Linked DNA regions of Mus musculus: all the other regions are linked to region 3. Evidence: chromatin contacts called from public Hi-C, HiCAR-type and promoter capture Hi-C data. All regions are on one chromosome and are shown on one strand. The core of a region is the stretch at or near the end of the contact, and the rest is flanking DNA. Distances in the headings are between cores, read along the strand shown. Region 1 has its middle 53 kb from the start of 4933406G16Rik. Region 2 has its middle 18 kb from the start of Gm39602. Region 3 holds the start of Etaa1 (Ewing tumor-associated antigen 1). Region 4 holds the start of Spred2 (sprouty-related EVH1 domain containing 2). Region 5 has its middle 87 kb from the start of Gm39602. Region 6 has its middle 23 kb from the start of Gm39601. Region 7 has its middle 24 kb from the start of Spred2.

Region 1 (2,873 bases), core at 351-2,850, 1.2 Mb before region 3:
TTATGGGCATCCCAAGCCATTCTAGGGGTTTATGGATAGAAAACTCTAAAAGTAAGTTAGACACAGCGGCACACACTTAGAAGCCCAGTATTTAGAAGGCTGAGATAAGAAATAAAATCAGAAGTTTAAGGTCATTCTCAGCTACACAGCGAGTTCAAGGCCAGCTACAATCTACTGAGATCCTGTAAAAAACAGAAAGCATGGCTGGAGGTAGGAGTAACAGAGGAGGAAAGGAGGGGAGAAGCCAGGTGTTGGAACACACCTTTATTTTAAGTAGAGGCAGGTGGATCTCTGAGTTCCCGGCCAGACTGCTCTACAGATCAAGTTAAGACAGCCAAGGCTACACAGAGAAACCCTATCTCTGAGGGGGGGGGGAAGGTGGGGAAGGGAAGGACAAAAAGAAAAGTCAACAGATTTAGTATACTTTTCCTGTGCAGAGAAAAATGAGGTTCACTGTTCTCTGACAGTCCCATTTTCTCAAGAGAGGGAGCAGAAGGGCCAGGCACTTCAGCTTGGGGGCTCCCCAGCTTCCCGCTTCATTATTTCATCCATTCACTTCTGGGAAGCATCCTAAGGAAAACTTAGATAATATCAGCTCAGTGATAAACCAAAGAGTAGGGCACAAAATTATACCCTTCGCTGTACACAGACCGAGGAGAATTCCTCGCAGGGTTACCTTGGCCAAAAGAAGAGCCCAGGAGCAATTTAGTTCACAAGACTGAAGTTTGATTTATCTTCAGCTTTTTAGGAACACATAACTGACATAAATCAAGATGCTGGGTAGAGTTTCCCATAAGAACTTTGTGTTACACTTCTAAGCTGAAAAAGAAACGCCCAGACAAATAGTTTCCTAGAACCTAAGGCTGAAAACATGTTTCCACAGAAGGTTTTTATTATTATCTTCTTAATGATATACATGGATGGACTTAAATCTCTTCCCTCTGCCTGCACAGCCAGATTCCATAATGTTTCCCAAGCAGACACTTGCATTGCTTTCTTGATTATTTCTGACAATGCTTAAAATATTTTCAGCTCAGAGTCTTAGCTCCATGGCAAACATGCCTGCCCCTACAGGAAGATGAAGCTGATAGGTGACAACTGTGTCCAGTAACCCCAAAACCAAGGTGAGGAGACTTGGGCAAGCTGAACTGGTGTTTGTGTCTGATTCTAATTTCTTTCCTAGCTATATAGTGTTATCACTCACAGTTCATCTGACTGTAAGAAGGAAGAAAGTGTGGCGAGCGAATGCCAGGCACTGCCCAACAGGTGTACAGGATGAGTGGGACATGTTTCAAACAATGACCCCAAACCCAATCCTTAGACAGACTGTTGTTTCTAGTGTTCACTGTCTAAACCAATGACATGTGTAGTAACTTGGTGAATATGACAGCTCCAGGGAAGGACAAACTTCCAACCACTAATGTCCTCTTTAAAGTCTGAGCTGATGATCCTATGCCAACATATTTGGCCAATGTCAGAGCATTTTAACTAAGTAGGCTCAATTGACTGTTTTCATCCAATTCTAGTTCATAATCCCTATTCAGGATAGAGTGTGCTGCAGCCTAATGAATGTGGTAATGGAATCCTTGTGTGTGTTTTTCCACAGCAGGGCGCAGATTAGCATAAGTGTCACATTCTGTAGGCTTGCCCGCTCATTTCTCAGGCATTGCTATGCTGGGGATTTTTTCAACTGGATAATAATAAGAGGAGTATGGCCCGCACATGCAGAGCGGACACAGTGTTTTCTGCATTCAGGGTGGAATAGATCTCACCTGGAGGGATGCTATGATAGATTAGCTTTGCACCTTTGCTTTAAGATGCAATATTTCATCCCAAGGACCTTGTAATCTGAGAAAAAGAATTGGATCGAGTTTCATGCAGAGTTTCAGGAAACACTGTCAACTCTGACCATGGGGCTGAGGAATTCTGCACCATTCTCTCAGCTCTTCACACTCATGATGAGTTCAAAGCTCTGGTTGCCAACCAAGATTAGAAATAATGGAGGTTTTGTTCTCAGAGATGCAAATGGGCAGAGGTGGGAGGCTGAAGAAATTAGCCCTGTTTCCCCTTTGCCTCCAGAATCTGCACATAGATGCAAAATGGAGAGTGTGCCTACAGAGAAAATGTTCCCCAGCTCTTTCTTCCTGTGGTCCTTAGCAAATCATGCCTTGACTAAATACAATGAATAGCATTTAGAAGTTTCCTCAAAATACAGCAATTAAGCATTCTAAGGACTTTGCATTTCTAGAAAACTATTACTGACTTTCAGATCCTAAGTTTTACAGTAACCAAGTTATTTGGAATAAATTAATGTCCATCTAAAGATCTGGTACTTATTCAAAATGGAATAATAGCTTTATTTCATATGTTTGTCCACTACTTTCTGCTGTGTTAGAAAATTATATCTCTGACTAAAATAACATTTAGAAATAAAGCTGTTTGCTAGGGCTATATGGCAATCAAACCTGCCATTTAGAGATGGGAATTAAATATTAATCCCATTTTACCTTTATTAATCATCATAACTCGATGCTAAAACTTCATTGAAAAATGTACCCAGCAATGGAATGCCATGAGTGTGTTTGAATTGGTTCCAGCCTGATCTAAGAAGGTTTAAAAAAGCCAGCCCCTCTCCTTTGGTGTTGGGACAGAGGATGGGTGTGCAAGGGATAAGGCCTTGCAAAAGAAACACAAATAAATCAGCCCCTGTCTCCATGTTGAGCTGTCTTGATGAGTCAGCTCTCCAGCAGCAGAAGCCACTGAGCTAGTTAACTGACAGCACGCCTGCAGAGGAGGACCATGCTGCAAATTCCCCAAGGCTGGAGTGTGGCCCCCACCATCGCCAGCCCCCATCCCTATCATCATCCATGCCT
Region 2 (3,074 bases), core at 68-2,567, 1.8 Mb before region 3:
AGCTTAGTCCAATGAATTAATCTCTTAAACTTTTTATTGTGTGTATTCTGCATGTCCCTCCCTGAGATAAGCTGGCAGGGATGGGGGTGGGTGGGGGTGAGGGAGGAGAGCTGTGCTGTGGTCCCCGCCCTCACTGAACAGGGAGGAAATCAAACATCTTACTTCGTAACCAGACTATAAAATTATGAGAGGTGTTTATATGTGTTCTGAACAAAAACTGTAAGGGATTATGAAGTTCAAGACACATAAGGAAGGAACATGCCCCTTTCTGCGGGGTCCTCTGAGGGGCCTGTTTGGAGGATCTAACCTCTGAGCAGGCAGTTAAAGGACAGAAAACTTGCTGAAGGTTATAGAGATAATCAGGCAGAATTGAGATTCAAACTCAGGCCCGCCAGAGCCTATTCAGGTTCTATTCGAGTTGTCCCACTATACACATTTGAAACAACACTGAATCCAACCTTGGACTCTCTGCCACTTGCTACGATCTCCCCTGGGGTTATGGACTGAGAGCGGGTGTGAATTGGTGGCGGTGAGCCTGCAGCTTCCCTGTGGTGTGCACATCCCTCCTATTTTCTTCAAGGTTCTGTCTGGACTGCACTGGGGCACTGGCTGTATGGTGTCCACCGTTTCTTCTAATTGGGGAAGAAGCCAATTCCAAATACCTGGGAGAAGTTAAGTAAGGAGCTGAGGCCAGAGCTCAGAAACCTCTCCTACCTAGCCCTGTCCAGCCTCCCTCTCACCACTCTGCTCTGCTCCGTGCTGCCTGCTTCAGTCTAATGCTGTCTTGGAGAATGGCAGTCTGCCCTCAGAACTCCCTGACCTACACAGGGAGCCTTGGGAGGGTTGTTGGACTCCGCCCAGAACATTCCCATGTGTTTCCACCCGGTTGCTGTGCTCTTGGTGAGGTACCCTGCTGGACATGGCCACCCAGAGCTGAAATTTCAGCCAGGCACAGGGATGGGGATGGCCTAGTGTAGAAGCAGAAGCAAGAGATGTGTTGTTTCCCCCCTCTGTCTGCTGGTAGAAGGGCAGGGATTAGAGGTGTTGATGACTCTTTAAAAGTTCCACTGTACCCACTCCAAACCCCAGCCTGAGTGCAAAGGAAACTGCTTTCTTCTGCCTGAATTTTTGCCATCAAGCAGCGTTGCCTCTGCCTCAGTGCTCTCGATGAAATGCAGACCTTCTGGGGAGAAGGCGAGCTACAAAGTGCCGGCCACCTTGGCGTGAAGGAGGTTATTGTATCTTAAGTAGAGGAAAATAGGGATAGCAGCTTCCTTTGGTTCCAATTCTTCAGCATCCCCTTTGCAAAAAGCAACAGTACGTTATAGACACTAGGGGGCGCAAGTAGGCCAACAATGGCGCCTGTTACTTTTTACAGCTCTGAGAAACAAAGTTGGCATTATCGCTGTTTTCTTTTTCTTAAGAATCGGAGTTCTCTGAGATGGTATGAGTGAAAGCATTGGCTGCTTTGCTTCCCAGGACGTCCGTAGCCCTCAGAAAATGCAATGAAGAAATATTCAGAATGAAACATGGAAAGCGGATGGATACCCAAGAGATTTCATCAACGGTCTTCGGCACTGCTCTTGGCTGTTTTTAGTATGACAGTTTGTTAAACGTTTCTGAGAGCTAAAGTTCAAATGGGAACAGTGGAAAGGAACTGATTTGTCAAAATGCCTAGCAGTGCCCCTAATGTCACCAAAGTGGGGATGCAAATGTGCATATTTCTGAGTATAGAGAGTAAGCCCACTTGAAGAAAGGAGAAAAAGAAGTCTCCCTCACAGCCAAACACATATCTTACGTACCGTTCAGATGGCTGTTCTTACTGAATAAATCTTACTTAGCAACCTTCCACCAGAGCAAATAATAAATCACTCCCCAAAGCTCCAGGCATCGGGTTCTATCTGGGCAGTAAAACTCTGCAAATGCCCTGACAGCGTTTTGTGAAATCATAATTGCTTAGGGAAAGTGATTCTGGATATCTTAAAACGTACAGAATTAAAGCGAAGCTGTTCCTTTGAGGAAAATTACCCTAATGCTGCGTGCAGTATTCTTTATGTGAATCCTAGATTATAATCCACAGATCCCCATCGTTTCTGGGAAGAGTATATAACCATGCCTAGGTTTTATAGTCACTCCTGTGACCATCGGGGCAGAGGTGCTTCGTTATTTGTATAGTTAGTTTTAAGTGTGTTTATTTATCAGCATTCTCTGGAGAGCCACACCTCAAAACATGTAGTATCTAGCTATCCTTAAAGAAGGGCTGAGTTCTGGGCCCCCAGTTCATGTGTTAAAGTCTTAACATCTCCCCCTGTACCTCAGAATGTGCTTGCTCTCCATGGCTTGATCAGCTTGTTTTCTTATGGCACCCAGGATCACCAGCCAGGGGAGGCACCACCCACAATAGACCGGGCCCATTCTCATCAGTCACTAATAAAGAAAACACCCTACAGATTTGCCTACAGGCCAATCTTATGGAAGCATTTTCTCAGTTGGAGTCTTTCTTCTCAAATGACTCTAGCTTGTGTCAAGGTGACATAAAACTAGCCAGTACGGGACAGGTCATTAGGATGGCCTTGGGTCCAAAGGGAATGGTGTCTTTATAAGAGGAAAATACCAGTCAGACATAGTGGGACTCTGTGAGGACACAGAGGGAGGTAGTGTTGTCTACAAAGGGAGTTCCAGGATACGCAGAGAAACCCTGTCTCGGAAAACAAAACAGAACAAGGCATGCTTCCGCATACTGAAGCAGAGCTCAGAGTTTGGACCATTTTAAGATGAGTAACTTTTTCTTGGTTATTCAAGGCAGGGTTTCACTGTGTAGCCCTGGCTGTCCCAGAACTCTGTAGACCAAGCTGGCCTCGAACTCACAGAGATCAGTCTGCCTCCATCTCCCGAATGCTGGAATTATTAGGTGTGTGTCACCACTACCCAGCTTACAACCAGTAATTTTAAAGTAGAATTATTCAAGACGAAGTCTTTATAGGAACTACCATTATTGGCCTATTACCCACCCCTATTTGCATTGCACATAAGCTTAGTGGGCTGTGCCTGAGGTGACTTGTCTGCATCAATTT
Region 3 (2,790 bases), core at 223-2,722:
AACCACTCTCCTGACATTTGGGTGAGATTCAGCTTCATTATGCTTCAAGAGATCAAGAAATTTCTTGTCTCTTTTTCCTTTTTCATTCCATGTCTTAGAGTAAAGGTATCCTCCCTTTGCACAGGCATGTGCCTCCCGCTCTGAGACTAAGGGCATCAGCACTGACTATACACCAGTTTGGGAAGAATTGACTCTTTAACAGTAGTGAGTGACACAGACCACAAACACAGCATAGCCCTTTTTATTTTGGCCTTCAATTTATTTCTAAGGTGTTTTATAGTTCTCTCTGTAGAGTTGGCACTCTTTTGTTTTACTATTTATCGCAAATCATATTCTTTAAAAACTTAGAATTTGGTTTATTACTAATCTATTAAAGCACAATTAACCTCCGAGTTTCACTTTATTTGGGGCATGGAAGAAGGCACAACTACGCTGATGATTCTGTTCAGGACCTAGACCTGTGGTCCTAGCACTGACAAGCTTGAGACAGGAAGACCAGGAGTTCACAGCGAGACTGCATTAAATAAGGAGGCAGGGCACACATAAGACACTGTCTGAAAAACAAAAAGACAGACACACTTCATGATAAGGAAACTGGAGTGTTACAGATATAAAACCAAATAATCTTTATGGCTATCTTTAGTGCCCTAAGTAGCCATTAAGGACCCAGCTGTCAGGATTGGCATCCTGAAGGCTAGCAGGTAAAAACTTTGGAATGCACTGTTACCAGATCACTAACTTCCATCAACGAAAGGATGGGTCTCATAAATTATATCCTTACCTAAAGCCTATGGACGAATCATCTCCTGCTTTGCTGTAACCCACCTACTACCTGTTGTCCCCAACAAAGCGCCTGGCAAATGCTTTGTTTTTTGTTCTGTGACTGTTAAAGTCTGTGCGATTGCTTTTATATTGAAACATGTTTTTAGGCCAACCTGAATCAATGCTCCCTGGCCATGGAAATTATTACTTGATTCAAAATAAACACTATTTTATTCCTACTAAGATGACAGCTCTGTTTTGCATGTACAGTTTCCAGCGACTGTTAGTTTATTAAATTAATACGTTTTCCTACATTTTGGAGCTACGCACATAACAGAACATCTATGAACTATTGCGTTTATTACCTCCTAAACTATAGTCTTTATTTTCTCATATTATCGAATAACACACCATCATTTGAATCTTAGAAATAATCAATTAAATTTTAAATTCAATAAGAATCTGTCATTGTATATGAACTCTTTACTGTCTCACATACCAAGTTCCTGTCACAGATCCAGAAAAGGGTCCTGCAGTTCCTGCTAAGTTGGACGAGTCTGATGGTAGACCTCAGAAAACTCCTGTTTCCTCAGCCCTGGCCGCAGCCTTCTAACCCCGCCCCTCACACTGACGCAGCCAATCCGCACCATGCGTAGTAACCCGCCCCTAGACGGAGGCAGCCAATTAGAAGCAGCGTATTTTGCGCGCCCGACTTGCAAAGATGGCGCTGCACGGTGGCGCGCGGGCTCTCTGTCGAGCAGTTGCCCTGCTCCGCTGTAGCAAAATGTGAATGCAGCTGAAGGACGGTGGCACGGGAATGAGTCGGCGAAGGAAGCATGCGGACAGCCCTGCCCGGAGGAGCACGCCGCACAGGGCGGCTGCTAAGAACTGCCGCCCGGCGGCAGAGCCGTGGCTGCGGGAGTCCAGGGCGGCCTGCAGCTCCCAGCTCCGCCGGGCGGGAACGCGGTCTGCGCGGCGGGCGCAGCGGCAGGCAGCGGCTGACGGCGGGCGCAGTCCCCGGGGTGAGGAGAGGGCGGGGAGCGGAGCCTGGCGGTGCAGACCGGGCGGGAGGCCTGGGGCTGCAGAGCCGAGTCCGGTAAACCGGGCCTTTTCTGAACGTCTGGTTGTGGGCGGGGCCTGTGCCGTGGACTGTGTTCCGGAAACTGGGCACCTACGCTGGTTGTTGTTGTTTTCCTCGCTGTTTTGTTTTGCAAAAAGGGCCACCTCAGAAACCGTAGTGTGCTCCCGGAACTTGCTAGGTGTAACATCCGGTTAGCCCAGCAAACCGATGGCGCGTTCATTTCTGTAAACTTGGAGTTAAGAGATATCTATCCCAATAAGGACCAAACTCATAACCTCTATCCTAGGGTGTGTCCGTAAAATACAATGTCTGTTACCTTGCTTGTTTCTGCTATGAATAAAACGAGGCTGGGAAAGAAAAATAACATTGTAAACCTTCAAGTGATTCTAGACAGAGCTTCCCTAGAAACAAATCACTATTGGTTTTGGGGTGTATGGAGTAAAAAAAAAATTGGGTCGAGTTTACAGGAGGGGCCTTGTGAGAGTTTAGCTTGGCTTTCTGTTTGGATGCATTTCCTGTACATCTGCTGACGTCATGGAGGTACCTAAAGCCTGGTGATAGTAATTCAGTGATCAGATGGTATCATTCCTGGGCCTATGGAATTTTCAAAGAACACTTCCTAACTACAGTGCTAAACTTATGAAGTATTAAGATATTATTTTCATTGAAACATTTCTATTGTGGTTAAAGTAACTGTCTTTAGGAGACAAGCTTTGTATTGGACATGAAAATTAATTGTTTGACTTTAGCTTTTATGAAGTAACGTAACACTTAGAAGCAATGATTGTCATCTTATGCAGGAAAGGAGACGCCAGTACAAATCGTGAAAATGGATTTATTATCCTGTACCTTCAGTTCTCCAAATGATCCAGATGGACAAACTGATATCTTCTGGGATCAAAATTCTCCAATGACAAAGCAGTTAGGTAATCTGTTGTTATTTTTAT
Region 4 (3,057 bases), core at 402-2,901, 2.0 Mb before region 3:
GCGCCGCTGCTACCTTGGCTAATGGCAGCACTGAATGAAAGGAGCCGAGGCAGGCTCAGGATTTATGAATGTGCAAGGGAGGAGGGATATCATGTGACAATAAAGGAGAACGTCTTATTCACAAAAAAAAAAAAAAAAAAAAAAAAAAAAGTGGTGAGCGAATACAGCCACTGAACAGCAGTCTCAGAGCCGGGCACGGCTAGGACCCCTGGCTAAGTACCCGCTGGGGCCCACGGGCAGCCCCGCCCCCAGCTCCCCGAGAGGGAAACGCCTCGAACACTACTAGAGCGGAGATCCAAACCTAAGTGCGACTTAGGCGGGAAGCAGCTGCCACTTGGCCCAGAGACGGTGACAAGCCCGGGTCTCCCCGAGGGGCGAGCACAAGCACCTCTGACTAAGCACCGAGAGCTTTGTTCCCCTCGGGCCTGCGGGCCGGGCACACGCACGGGCACGCGCTCTCCCTCACATACATGCCAGGAGCGCGCTTCCCCGCACGCTCTCCCGCCCTCGCTGCACACGCTTCGGATCCGCCCCCAGTGCTGCCCCGACACCGCGGGGCGCGTGTGCCGGCCCACACGCGCGTGCACACACTCACGCGCGCCGGGACTCGGCAGGCTGCTCCCGCGCTCTGGCCGCTGCGAGGACCCGGGCGCACTGACCCTGTGCCGAGCCCGACTGGCCCTCCCCCAACTCCTCCGTGTTTTTATGAATGAAAATGTGGTATGCAAATGAGAGCGATTCAAGAAAACGAAATGGCGGAGCCCGGGCCCCAGAGGGCTCCGGAGAGGGCTATGGGAGGGCAGCAGTGCCAGGAGTCACAAAGTCACCATGCACACAGACCCATCGACCCCGGGATGCCCCGCGTGGAGGGCGTCAGAGCTTCCGCTCCCGCAGCCCGAGGACCGCCCCGAGGTCATTTGCGCGCCCTTGGCCCGGGCTGCGACCTGGACTTGCAGACCCCAGGCGGTTTCTGCCGTCTCCCCCAGCCAAGTCAAGAGCCTCGCGCATAGCCCCGACAGCTCAGCCAGCGGCTGCACCCCAGGCCAAGTTCCTCCGACGAGTCCCCTCCTGCGTCCTTGGCGGCGGCCCCCACACCACCCCTCCGGGCACCCGCGTCCCACCCGCGGCTAACTTACTCGTCCGGGTGTGTTTCTTCGGTCATTTTCTTGTTCACCTAGACGCCTGTCCCGCGGCATGCAGCCTGGCTCCCTTCATCTTCCTGTGCGCTCGCCCCCCTTCTTCACATCTCCGACATCTCCTGATTTGGTGGTGGAGGGGGGGAGCTAGAGATGAAGGGGGCGCCGAGGCAGGCGGGGAAATGGAGAGCCCCGAGATCAGGGCGAGGTCTGGGAAGGGGCACACCAGGCAGCGGACGCCGTGGGCCGGCCGGGCACGGCCCCGGGGCTCTGAGGGGGTGCAGAGGCGAGATTTGGGAAGGGGACCCGGAGGGGGAGAGCAGCAGAAAAACAAGCACGCTCCGGGCGGCGGGCGGGCAGTCGGCTGCGCTGGGGCCGGGCCGGGGTCGCCCCCGGGGACCGGGCCAATCAGGGTTCCGGGTAGTGCTCGGCGGCCGGGGGAGATGCGCCTGGGAGGCGGTGCAGGGCGCCCCGTCCGAGCCCCATCTCGCCACTCCACCGATTTACTCCATATTGGATTCTCAGCGCCGCCAACAGGAGGAGGAAGTAGGGCGGAAGCGATGACGTCTTCCCAGCGGCCAGAGGTGGTGGAGTGCAAAAAGCTTCCTACTTGCGACCAAAATAAAAGAGAGAGAGGAGAGAGAGAGGAAAAAAACACACTCACAAAACACTTTGTCCCGCCTACTGAGCGTGCCCCTCTTCTACTCCCCCTCCCGCTAGCTTCCAGTCAGGGAGGAGCCTCGGAACAGCATGGTTGGCACTGCGTTTGTCAGGATCCGAATCCTTGTCTCCGGTGCTCCGGGTTTTAGGAAGCCCAAGAGGGAGGAGGCGGGAGCCGAAGACAAGAGCACATCTGGCTCCCGTTTTGTCCCTCCCTCCTTCCAAACCTTCGGATTAAAAATCAAGGGGGGAGGTGGCGGAGGGCGGAGATGGGGAGGAGTTTAGATGTTGCCAGAGAGTTTGGGTTTGGAGAAACACTGCGGGGTGGGGGTTGGGGGCAGTGCAGGTGGCCTCCGCTGGCCTCCACACGATGGGATTACTGTCATGCAACACCATGCCCACCTAGAGCGGGCATATTTTTAAAAATATGTACGCAGAAAACAAAAGGCAAACAGCCATAAAACTTTGGCATTGCAGGCAGAGATGAAGTTTAAAGGTAACACCAAAGTAAATTATCCAGTCTGTGAATAACGTTTCTTGTCTCCAGCTCTTAGAAGTCTACTCTTAGTTTACTGGGTCACAGATTACTACCTTTGATGGGGTTTGGCCAAAGAGAGACCCAGGAACTCATTACTCCACCCCCGACCCGTCTTCCCTTCCCTTCCCTTCCCTTCCCTTCCCTTCCCTTCCCTTCCCTTCCCTTCCCTTCCCTTCCCTTCCCTTCCCTTCCCTTTCCTTCCCTTCCCTTCCTTTTTCTCTCTTTCTTTCTTTCTCTCTCTCTCTCTCTCTCTCTCTCTCTCTCCCTCTCTCTCTCCCTCCCTCCCTCCCTCCCTCCCTCCCCCCCCCTCTCTCTCTCTTTCTTTCCTTCCTTCTTTCTTTTTGAATGTGCGGGGGCAGAAGGAGGATGCATCCATGCATGTCAGCACCATTTGTGGGCAGAGAGGAGAGGCTGTTGGATCTCCTGGAACTGGTTGCTAGCCTCTGTGTAGGTCCTAGGAATTAAACCACAGTCTTATGGAAGATCTTAACTGCGAGCCATCTCTTCATACCTCTCTTTAAATTATTTTTCCTACCATGGCCTAGGACCTGCCTGAGGTTTTCTGAGAGGACCTATGCACCATCTAGACAACGAGCAGGATTGCACCCAGGGCTCAACTTGTGGATTTGCCTGGAATCTGAATTTGCGATATTAAAATCCATTTCAATTTTTGAAGGGGGCACCATGTTTTCACTTGACATGGATGACACCAATTACAGAGTC
Region 5 (3,112 bases), core at 298-2,797, 1.9 Mb before region 3:
GCTTTGATACGTAATGAGTTCGAGGTCATCCTGAGCTAGGTGAGACTGTCTCAAAAGCTAAAATCAAGGGCTGGAGAAATGGCTCAGTGGTTAAAGACCCGAGTTCAAATTCTAGCACCCACATGACAGCTTATAAGTGTCTGTAACTCCAAGATCTGACACCCTCAGACAGACATACATGGAGGGAAAACACCAACACACATAAAATAAAGATAAATAAAAAAATTTAAAAAGAGGAAAAAAAAAATTAAATCAAGCATTACCACCACTACCAACCCCTCCCCCAACCCCCACAACAGAAAACCAAGACGGCAAAGATCTGAAAGTCTTTTCATGTTTGCCAAATTTCTATTGTGTTAAAACAAGTTGCCAAAGATTCCAGGGTTCTCCAGAATTTCTGTTCACCAGAGTTCCGAAAATACTGGATTATTAGTTTGAGCTCAGCTACTTCGCCTGTTTGGTAGCCAGCGCTATAAGCAGAGGCACAAACAGGCGCGCTGGCTCCCTCTCGTGGACAGCATGGAGAAGACACGAGAAGAAAAGGGTGTAGAATCCCAAAGCAGTGTTTCACTGAAATAGACCCAAGCGATGTGGTCTGTAAACCAGCGTCTGAGGAAGTGTTGCATTTTGCTGGATAAGGTAAAAAGGACGGTCCACTGGAGGGGGGTTGTAAGACTTATAAACGGAATGTGCAGGTAGTGAACCAACAAGCGTCAGCCACTTGTTCAGCTCAACCGCAGTAAATGTTCCTGTGAGGGGAAATTCCCAAAACCAAACCCCATAGGGATCTTTCTCCTCCCTCTGTCGTCTCACAATTGGGAGACGCAAAGGGGATGCCAGAGTTCCCTCCGACCAGGGATCCCCAGTATAGCTTGGTCCCACCTTAGCATCATGGGGCTGCCTGGGCAGGAGCATGGGACCCCATGTCTCTAGCTCATTTCCTGTCAGGTGTTCTACTTAAGCCATCCAGCAGCCCTAGAGGGCTTCCAGGCCTCTCTGCCAAATCGAAGAGACTGTGTGCTCAGGGAGATTGGTTGAGGTCTCAGGCTTTTTCTCTCAAAAGGCCCGTGGGGGCGTGAGGTGGGGGAGGTGTTCTTGCTCACCTGTCTGACATTCTCTTTTGTGGTCTCTAGGTTGTTTTTGTCTTAGTTTTCTTTCAATACTTGGCCTCTTGTAGTCCAGGGTAGTCTCAACCTAGGTAGGCAGTAGAAGATGCCCCTCCCTCCTTCCTGCCTGCCTGCTGGGGTTACAGGTTCCTGCTCTTTTGTTTAGATGGTAAAGAGGCAGAAATATTTCTAAGTACTAGGACAGCTCATGATAGTGGCACTCACGAGTACCCAAGATCCATCTGCCTCCCGACTTAGTGTGGAGGTCACTTACTCCAGAAAGACCCCCGTTGAGTCCCCCAGGCACCATGAGGCAATTCTGTCATGATTCTGTGGGAGAGGAGGCATTCTAGAGGAAGTGATAATGTGAACAAGCTGAGCTCTCTGGTTAGCTGCCGGCAGCTGCCTGTGAGGATGATCTGTCCTCTCAGCTCCCTGCTGAGACAGGGCCCTGCCTCCCTGCTTTGGGTGTGTCAGCCCAGAATGCCTTCCAGGGGCTGTAGGGGCCTTCCCCAGCTTCTCCCTGCCTAAATGCCACTGCGGTGCTGTGCCTGCAAGCCTCCAGCTGAGGAACGAGCTCCTTTGGGGTGGGTGGATGCCAGGGCTGGATCATGTGCAGGCAGGCAGAGAGGCGCATGGATGCAGGAGAGAAGGAGGTGGCTGATAATGGGCAGTGGGCAGGGGAATGGGGAATGAGGAGGTGTGGGAGAGGCCTGATGACCCGCAGTCAGGTTTAGCCAGGTGGAGGAAGAGGGCCTGCTGGGGAAGGACTTTGAAGGAGTAGATACCTGGAGGTCAACTCTGCAGCCTAGCCTGCGGCCACTTGGAGTCACTTCTTACCACTTCATTGGCTGACCAGAGCTCCAGGCCTCCAGGCAGCAGCTGTGTCGTGGGTCCCCTGCTTGACCCTAGGGTTTCAGGGAAAGCTTCCCATAATGAAATTCTGGGCTGAGTTTCAAGAATGAGAAAGGATGTTCCAGGGAAATAGAGCACCCTACTTAGATGTGGGCAGGAAGGACCCTGCCTGTGTGCTAGGCTGCGGAGGGCATGCCACGCCTCTGGGATGTGAAGTCTGCAGAACTGTGAGTGGGCACATTCCAGCCCAGCTACCCGTCGGGGAGCCCTGGAAGCTTGAGGGTTGGTGCTTGGAGTGAGGAAGGACAATAGTCGCAAATGTCACGTGGTCATCGAAGAGGCCCAGAGTGTCCAGAGCCCTGCAGTTCCTAACATTACAAGGGACATCCTGTGCCAGCAATTTCAGTGGATAGTGAGGCAGGCCCCCAGGGGTCAGTGGAGACAGGAGGTCAGAAGGAGGAAGCAGAGAGCAAAGACAACCAAGACGAGATCAACTCTCAACAATGGGCTAACAGGATTAAAACAAAACAAAACAAAACAAAACAAAACAAAACAAAACAAAACAAAACAAAACAAAACAAAACACCAGAAACAAAACAAACAAAACCTCAGTGGAGAAGGAGGACCAGAGGCAGAGGGGGCTGTGTCAGCTCTCTGATGTATTTAATGGAATTATGAAGTGTATGTGTTTAAAGAAAGCAAATGATGTAGTAAGTGATGTTCAGATGAAAACCAAACTTTAGAGCAAAGTGGGAAGTCAGGAAGAGGGCCAATGGTGGTCACAGCCAGCCAAGGCCCACTACTCTAGGGTCAGAGAGGATGTGGAGTGACAAGGCAGGCAGGCTCCCTGTCCATTTCCTGGTGGGACTAGAGGTAAGGGCAGAGAGCGAGGATGATGGAGGTAAGGAAGGAGAGAGGTCAGTGGGCAAGAGGGTCCACCAGCTCATGATGCCAGTGGCGGAGAAGTTCACTAGGTGGTACAGGTCTGGGCGAGGCCAGAAATGTGCGGTGCGGGGTGTGGTAGAAAGCCCTGGTGAGAGGGAACTGTGAGCCCAAGGCTTCATGTTCTCCATATATGGGAGTCAGGAGACGCCGGTCAATATGAAGTTCAAAAGGAACTTTGGCCACGGCGCTGTCAGGGGTGTCAAAGA
Region 6 (2,724 bases), core at 188-2,687, 1.7 Mb before region 3:
CCTCAACTGATGAATCCAGAAGTTTAAGTGTTTACAGTTATTGGTTGACTGGCTGACCAAGTGAGTGAGTGAGTGTGTGAGTGTGTGTGTGTGTCTGTATGTGTGTGAGTTACAGTGCATGTGTGGAGGTCAGAGGACATCTTGAAGGAGTCAGTTTTCTCTTCCACCATGTGTAGTCCAGGGATTAAACTTAGGTCATCAGGCTTGGTGGCCAGTGCCTTTAACTGCTGAGCATCTCACTGGGCCCCATAATTGTATTTTATGTGTGTTTCTGTTTGAAGGCATCTCCTTTAGTAAATATTTATGGTGAACTACTATGAGCTGCATAATCAAGAGACACAACCTGCTGGATGCAGCTGGGTGCTTACCTGCATGGAGTATACCATAGCTGCCTGAAACATGGGACATCAGATAAGCTGAGCCCTCAGCAGCCATTTTAGTTTGTTTACTTATCTTTCATTGTTCATTAAATTTGTCTTTAACTAGTACATAAAACATGAAAATTATATATTAGTGGGGCATTGTTTTAACATATATACATATATATGTACACATACACACATCATACATACATACATACATATGTGTGTGTGATATGAAGTCATGTTAAAATATTTACTCAAACATTTATCAATTCTTCATTGTGGAAACTTTCAAAACCCTTTTGGCTTTGTAAAATGTATACTGAACTACTCTTCTCTATAACCGTGCTCCAGTGTAAGGGGGAATCAGGATAGCTTCCTCCTGTGCAACTCAGCAGTTACTGATCCAGGGTTACTGATCCCATGTTCCAGGGTCAATTTTATACAGCAAAACCACTAACAAAAAAGTAAAAATACAAAACAACTGGTCGTAAGTAGGCATCAAGAAGGATGCTTGTTTATAGCAATCCAGCTGAAGCAATGCAGAGTTTTGCCTTGTGCCAGCTCAGTAGTGGAGTGTGAGCACTGAGCAAGCTCAGTGCCTTGCAGCTCTGCCCATGGCTGTGAGCAGCTTCAACAGGACTGTCTGGGATTATAAATAAACTTGGGTGAGCCTACAGGTTCCGAATTACGGTCTCCACAAATGAGACTGGGCTGCAATTTGATAATTGGTGTTGAAAAGCAAACTTAGGGTTTGGAGAGAGATTGAAATTTTCAACAGGCTTTCTGGGCTCTTAATACTTGTTTAACTGCGAATCCCACAGAAAATTTCTCCAGGATCGAGTGGGAAAGAAGTGGAAGGAAGGAGCTGTGGTACTCATGGACAGAAGCAGAAAAGGGAAGGGCTGTGTGAAGCCCCAGGAATCTAGAAGCAAAGATCTCCGCGGCCAGGGGAAGGGAGGACAAAATGGGGCTGGGTAAGATGAAATGAGCAGGCAGCAGGGTGAGGCCACAAGGAACGCAGTGTGGCCTGGGAACGCGGCAACAGCACGCTGACTCAGACGCTTTTGGCCCAGGACTGCTACTGCTCTGCCTTGCTCTGAGCCCTGTAGTAGTCTCTTGAACCTTCTACCCTGTAGTATCCCTGTGGCCTGACCTGGAAGGTGCAGGGCTCTGGCTCTGGTCTTCTAGCCACATGAGAGATTTCTTGGGCAGAAGCCCTGTGCTATGGACTTCCTTGCAGATGATTTAAGCAAGGACACAGCCCTGCTTTTCGCTTACAGGGAGAAAATTGAAGCTAGAGATCTGATCCTTTAAGAGGCCTTTGAACTTGTAAACCCAGACACATATGTGTCAAGAATGGAAACTGGCAAAGACTGTACCCCATAGTTTGAACTTAATTGCTTTTGGTATGCACTTGAAAAAGATAAAATACCCTAAGACATTTAACTTTAGAAACTCTCTCTGTTATACTGCACAGTAAGTAATTTTCACAAGGATTTGGCTGAGATAGATATTCAGGATCGACACGCAGGAATGGTTTCAATATGTGGTGGGCCAAGAAAAACAAAGTCACTGTGACCCACACTTTGCAGATCTAAGAGGGACAGAGGAGCAAGTAGCGATAATTAATTCCAGTTTTGGAGAAATACTGTAACTCTACAGCCACACGCCTCTGTCTTCACCCTGTTCTGTGTTTCTTGGGGGAAGGGATATAGAGTCTCAACCCAGGGCATATAGTATAGGAGATGGTTGTATAGTGAGGGCCTGCTAGCTGCCAAGTGAGGGCAGAGCTTTGTGTGGTCTGCAATGTAGGAACGACAGAATGAGCTGCTCCATTTGGAAGAATGCTCCGCAGTGATCTTCAGCGAGGAAGCCTGGTGGTCGCTCCGCTGGCTGTGGGGCTGTAGACAAGTAAAGGTGATGCTGCTGCCCAGGTACTTTGACCCCTGTGGTAGTTTGAATGCAAATAACCCCCACAGGCTCATGTGCGAATGCTTGGCCCCCAGTTAGCATTTTGATAGCTAAGTATCAAGAGTGTGGCCTTGTTGGAGGAGATATGTCACCGTGGGTGGGTTTGAGAAATCAATAGCCCATTCCATTCTCTCTGCCTCTTGGTTTCTTCTCAAGAGATAAGCTCTTAGCTACTGCTCCAGCATCATGCCTGCCTGTGGCCATGTCCTCCATCATGATAGTCATGGACTCACTCTCTGAAATTGTAAGCTCCTGCCTTAGTTATTGTTCTATGGCTGTGAAGAGACACTGTGACCAAGACAGCTTATAAAAGAAACTGGGAGCTTGCTTATAGTTTCAGAAGGTTAGTCCATGATCATCTGGAGGGGCATATGCAGACAGGCAGGCA
Region 7 (3,016 bases), core at 194-2,693, 1.9 Mb before region 3:
TCTTTCTTTCTTTTTTTAAGAATTATTTATTTATTATATGTAAGTACACTGTAGCTGTCTTCAGACACTCCAGAAGAGGGAGTCAGATCTTGTTACTGATGGTTGCTGGGGATTGAACTCAGGACCTCTCGAAGAGCAGTCAGTGCTCTTAACCTCTGAGCCATCTCTCCAGCCCCTTGACTCAAACTGGCTATGTGGCTGAGAGTGCCCTCAGCCTTCGGTTTCGACTGCCTTCCCTCCCCCCATTCTGGGGGAGGAGGCTGGGATTATAGTCTGTACCACCAGCTCAGTCTTACAGGATACGGATGCTTGAATGCACAGCTCTCTATCATGTTAGGAAAGCACACTGCTGACCTAGCTAATCCCTAGGTCTTTCCTTATGTTCTTAATGGTTGCTTCTTGCCTCCTAATGTTTCTGGAAGGGACTTGACTGACTTCTTGGGCAAAAGCTTCTGTTAGTTTCTACCATAGTGGGAGCAGGAAGTGGTGTGTTGTTCCTTAAGTTAAACATAACAAATCAGAGTAAGAGAGGAACACCTGAGACTGCAACAACCCCTATGGTTCTTGTGTTCTCTAGGCATTCCAGCGCAAGCACCTACGTTGTGGCACCAATGTCTGCAGTGCAGCCATCTCACAGGAGATCCTGCAGCCGCCTTTGCATCCGTACTTACTCTCTAGTCCACACTCCATCAGCTTCATGTTCCTTCATTTCCTGCTTAACGCTAATCCTGCTATCGCCAGGAAAATCCCATTCCAGGTTTTCAATGTTTCAAGCCATCCCCCTCTAACCACTCCCTCTGTGTCAGGGTCTCCTCTCTCCTCTTGTATTTAAGGCTGTCCTCAAACTCACTATGTAGCCCCAGACTGGCCTTGAACACAGTCCTCCTGTCTTGCTTTCTCAAGTGGCATGTGCCACTTTCCCACCCCCACCCCACTTCATTTCTTTTTTCTATCTTCAACTTTTTCCTTTATCACACACCGTTCACTGCTGGCCATCAAATTTGTTTCATCCTAAAAAGCAATTCCGTACTTGCCTATGTATTTCCCTCTAAATTCCGCATACGGGGCTGTCCGTGGGAAACTAAAAGAGGAGAAAGGACTCCTATAGAATAGTGGTTTCTGAGCAATAAAGCTAACTGAGAAAGGGGATGTGGAGGTTTTGGCAATGACTCTGGGTAAAGAGCTTGCTCTGCACGCATGAAGACCTGAGTTCAAATCTCTAATGCCCACAATAAAAGCTGGGCCAGGCAGCATGTGTTGCCATCCTAGCACTATTGGATCAGAGGCAGGCAGATCCCTGACGCTTACTGGCCAGCCAGCCCACCCAAATCAGTGAGCCCCAGATTCAGCAAGAGACTCTGCCTCAAAAACTAAGGCAGATGGGCTGGAGAGAGAGCTCAGTGGGAAAGAGCGCCTGCTGTGCAGAGTTTGGATCCTAACACCCGTGGGAAAAGCAGGGCATGGCTATAAGTGACTGTCATCCAGTTCCATGGGGGAGAGAGACAGGAGGAGCATTGCGGCAGGCCAGCAACCTATCCAGGTTCAGTGACAAACTTGTCTCTAGAAGGTAAGCCTGAAAGGGAGGGTACCCACCATCCTTCTCTGGCTCCTAATACCTCTCCTCTCCTTCCCTCCCTCCCTTATTTGCTCTTTCTCTCCTTCTCCACTGCCCCAACCCCCTGCAAGACACAGACTCACACAACAAACTTCCTATTTTTCTCTCCCCACATAGCTACACACACACACACACACACACACACACACACACACACACTGAAGGATATCAGATAGCAATGTGACGTGAATCAGGTAAACACGTAGGCGAGGATGGAATAATGAATGAAGAAAGGAGATTTAGTAAGTGAGTTGAGGACGTTTATTGGTCCATGTATAAAGTGAATAAAATGAATAGCGGCTGCCCATGTTATTGAGTAACGACATAAACTGCAGTTAAAAACACAAGAGAGGTTAGGTTTGGTTGGGAGCAGTTCTAGACCAGCCTGGGCTGTTGAGTGAAACCACATCTCAAACAAAGCAAACAAACAAACTCCACAAACCTCAGAACAAGTTTCCCTTTACCCCCTTGTCACCCCACTTGGTCCTCCTCAGCCACTGGGCAGATTGTCTATGGATTGGTGATGAGAGTTGATGGCAGATTAAGACAGACAGACAGACAGACAGACACACACACACACACACACACACACACACACACACACACACACACACAGGTAAAGCTGCCTGGAATATCCCTCTATACAGGGTGGGCCCGGGGATGGGAGAGCTTTGGAGCATGGCTTGCTGCCAGTCTTGAGGACTCTCGGCTTAAGAAGGTCCTAGACTCCCCTTCCTTTTCCTCTGGTGCAACACTGCTCGTGAAAATGCACTTCTCACATCTACTTTCCCTGAGTTTCTCTACACTGAAGTCTTCTCATTCAGTGTAGAGTTGTGCTCCTGACACTCGAAGCAAAGCAGATGGTTTTCCCTCCCCATAAGCAGGCAGCCATCTGGTGAGGGGGCATTTGGCTCAGGCTTGGGGAAGGAAGCAAGCCACCCAAGAATTCTACCTTATGCTCAAAATGCCATCATCCGTGATCATAACTAATGTTTATTGAGCACTTACTATGTGCCAGGCCCTGTTCTAAGTGCATCACATGTATCACAGTAATTCACTCACCATGAGACATAAGACTATTAATAGCAAAACCGTTAGGGACGGGAGAAACTAGGCACTGAAAGGTTAATTACTGGCTTAGGATATAGTTCAGTGGTAGAGCATGTGCCTATCTCACAGGAGACTTTGAGTTCAAGTCATAGCACAAGGAGAGAGACATGCACAGACAGAAACAGAAACAGAGAGAAACACACGAGAGAGAGAGAGAGAGAGAGAGAGAGAGAGAGAGAACCTGAATGATTGCATGATTGCTTTGTTGAGTTTAAGCAGAGGCAGGATGACTGCTGGTATTTCAGAGCCATCCTGGTCTACATAGTCTCAAGCAGCCAGTACTACATAGTA

What was found. Promoter capture Hi-C pulls out the DNA fragments that hold promoters and counts their contacts. Hi-C and Micro-C count contacts between places; a contact is called where the count stands out from the background. HiCAR-type assays count read pairs that join an accessible place to other places. Capture Hi-C pulls out chosen DNA fragments and counts their contacts.
Region 1: a contact with region 3 is called in a HiCAR-type map of astrocytes, with 4 times the contacts expected there. The contact joins the enhancer-like site here to the promoter of Etaa1 in region 3. A contact is called at or near these places in 1 of 39 promoter capture datasets (hippocampal neurons), 1 of 115 datasets of contacts at active chromatin or transcription factors (astrocytes) and 1 of 9 other capture datasets (adipose tissue).
Region 2: a HiCAR-type map of astrocytes shows a contact between it and region 3, with 9 times the contacts expected there. The contact joins the enhancer-like site here to the promoter of Etaa1 in region 3. A contact is called at or near these places in 13 of 39 promoter capture datasets (the 3T3-L1 cell line, 3T3-L1-derived adipocytes, cranial neural crest and 7 more), 1 of 484 Hi-C or Micro-C datasets (cortical neurons), 1 of 115 datasets of contacts at active chromatin or transcription factors (astrocytes) and 1 of 9 other capture datasets (adipose tissue).
Region 4: a promoter capture Hi-C map of liver shows a contact between it and region 3, with 2.7 times the contacts expected there. The contact joins the promoter of Spred2 here to the promoter of Etaa1 in region 3. A contact is called at or near these places in 2 of 39 promoter capture datasets (hippocampal neurons and pre-B cells), 5 of 115 datasets of contacts at active chromatin or transcription factors (astrocytes, embryonic forebrain, embryonic stem cells and 1 more) and 1 of 9 other capture datasets (liver).
Region 5: a promoter capture Hi-C map of hippocampal neurons shows a contact between it and region 3, with 7 times the contacts expected there. The contact joins the enhancer-like site here to the promoter of Etaa1 in region 3. A contact is called at or near these places in 5 of 39 promoter capture datasets (the 3T3-L1 cell line, cranial neural crest, hippocampal neurons and 2 more), 1 of 115 datasets of contacts at active chromatin or transcription factors (astrocytes) and 1 of 9 other capture datasets (adipose tissue).
Region 6: a Hi-C map of uterus shows a contact between it and region 3, with 2.4 times the contacts expected there. The contact joins the enhancer-like site here to the promoter of Etaa1 in region 3. A contact is called at or near these places in 6 of 39 promoter capture datasets (the 3T3-L1 cell line, the HPC-7 cell line, cranial neural crest and 3 more), 1 of 484 Hi-C or Micro-C datasets (uterus) and 1 of 115 datasets of contacts at active chromatin or transcription factors (astrocytes).
Region 7: a contact with region 3 is called in a promoter capture Hi-C map of hippocampal neurons, with 6 times the contacts expected there. The contact joins the enhancer-like site here to the promoter of Etaa1 in region 3. A contact is called at or near these places in 2 of 39 promoter capture datasets (hippocampal neurons and liver) and 2 of 115 datasets of contacts at active chromatin or transcription factors (astrocytes and embryonic stem cells).

Annotation. Positions count from the first base shown.
Region 1 is chr11:19,117,183-19,120,055 of GRCm38.p6, reverse strand. No RefSeq gene overlaps it. Among named protein-coding and RNA genes, the nearest start is that of 4933406G16Rik, 53 kb to the right of the region's middle. Within about 2 kb of position 1,600, at least 14 of the 459 cell types and tissues checked have an H3K27ac peak or open chromatin away from gene starts, as enhancers often do. A contact at or near this core is called in astrocytes, where this site is marked.
Region 2 is chr11:19,759,519-19,762,592 of GRCm38.p6, reverse strand. No RefSeq gene overlaps it. Among named protein-coding and RNA genes, the nearest start is that of Gm39602, 18 kb to the right of the region's middle. Within about 2 kb of position 1,317, at least 34 of the 459 cell types and tissues checked have an H3K27ac peak or open chromatin away from gene starts, as enhancers often do. A contact at or near this core is called in adipose tissue and astrocytes, where this site is marked.
Region 3 is chr11:17,952,557-17,955,346 of GRCm38.p6, reverse strand. It overlaps Etaa1 (Ewing tumor-associated antigen 1), which reads left to right and starts at 1,472. Exons shown (of 6, transcript NM_026576.4): 1 at 1,472-1,784; 2 at 2,644-2,769. The coding sequence starts at 1,553. Etaa1os (Ewing tumor-associated antigen 1, opposite strand) reads right to left here and starts at 1,377. Exons shown (of 3, transcript NR_131915.1): 1 at 1,262-1,377.
Region 4 is chr11:19,923,036-19,926,092 of GRCm38.p6, reverse strand. Spred2 (sprouty-related EVH1 domain containing 2) reads right to left here and starts at 1,651. Exons shown (of 6, transcript NM_033523.4): 1 at 1,137-1,651. The coding sequence starts at 1,162.
Region 5 is chr11:19,828,231-19,831,342 of GRCm38.p6, reverse strand. No RefSeq gene overlaps it. Among named protein-coding and RNA genes, the nearest start is that of Gm39602, 87 kb to the right of the region's middle. Within about 2 kb of position 1,547, at least 77 of the 459 cell types and tissues checked have an H3K27ac peak or open chromatin away from gene starts, as enhancers often do. A contact at or near this core is called in hippocampal neurons, where this site is marked.
Region 6 is chr11:19,640,079-19,642,802 of GRCm38.p6, reverse strand. No RefSeq gene overlaps it. Among named protein-coding and RNA genes, the nearest start is that of Gm39601, 23 kb to the right of the region's middle. Within about 2 kb of position 1,437, at least 41 of the 459 cell types and tissues checked have an H3K27ac peak or open chromatin away from gene starts, as enhancers often do. A contact at or near this core is called in uterus, where this site is marked.
Region 7 is chr11:19,899,333-19,902,348 of GRCm38.p6, reverse strand. No RefSeq gene overlaps it. Among named protein-coding and RNA genes, the nearest start is that of Spred2, 24 kb to the left of the region's middle. Within about 2 kb of position 1,443, at least 8 of the 459 cell types and tissues checked have an H3K27ac peak or open chromatin away from gene starts, as enhancers often do. A contact at or near this core is called in hippocampal neurons, where this site is marked.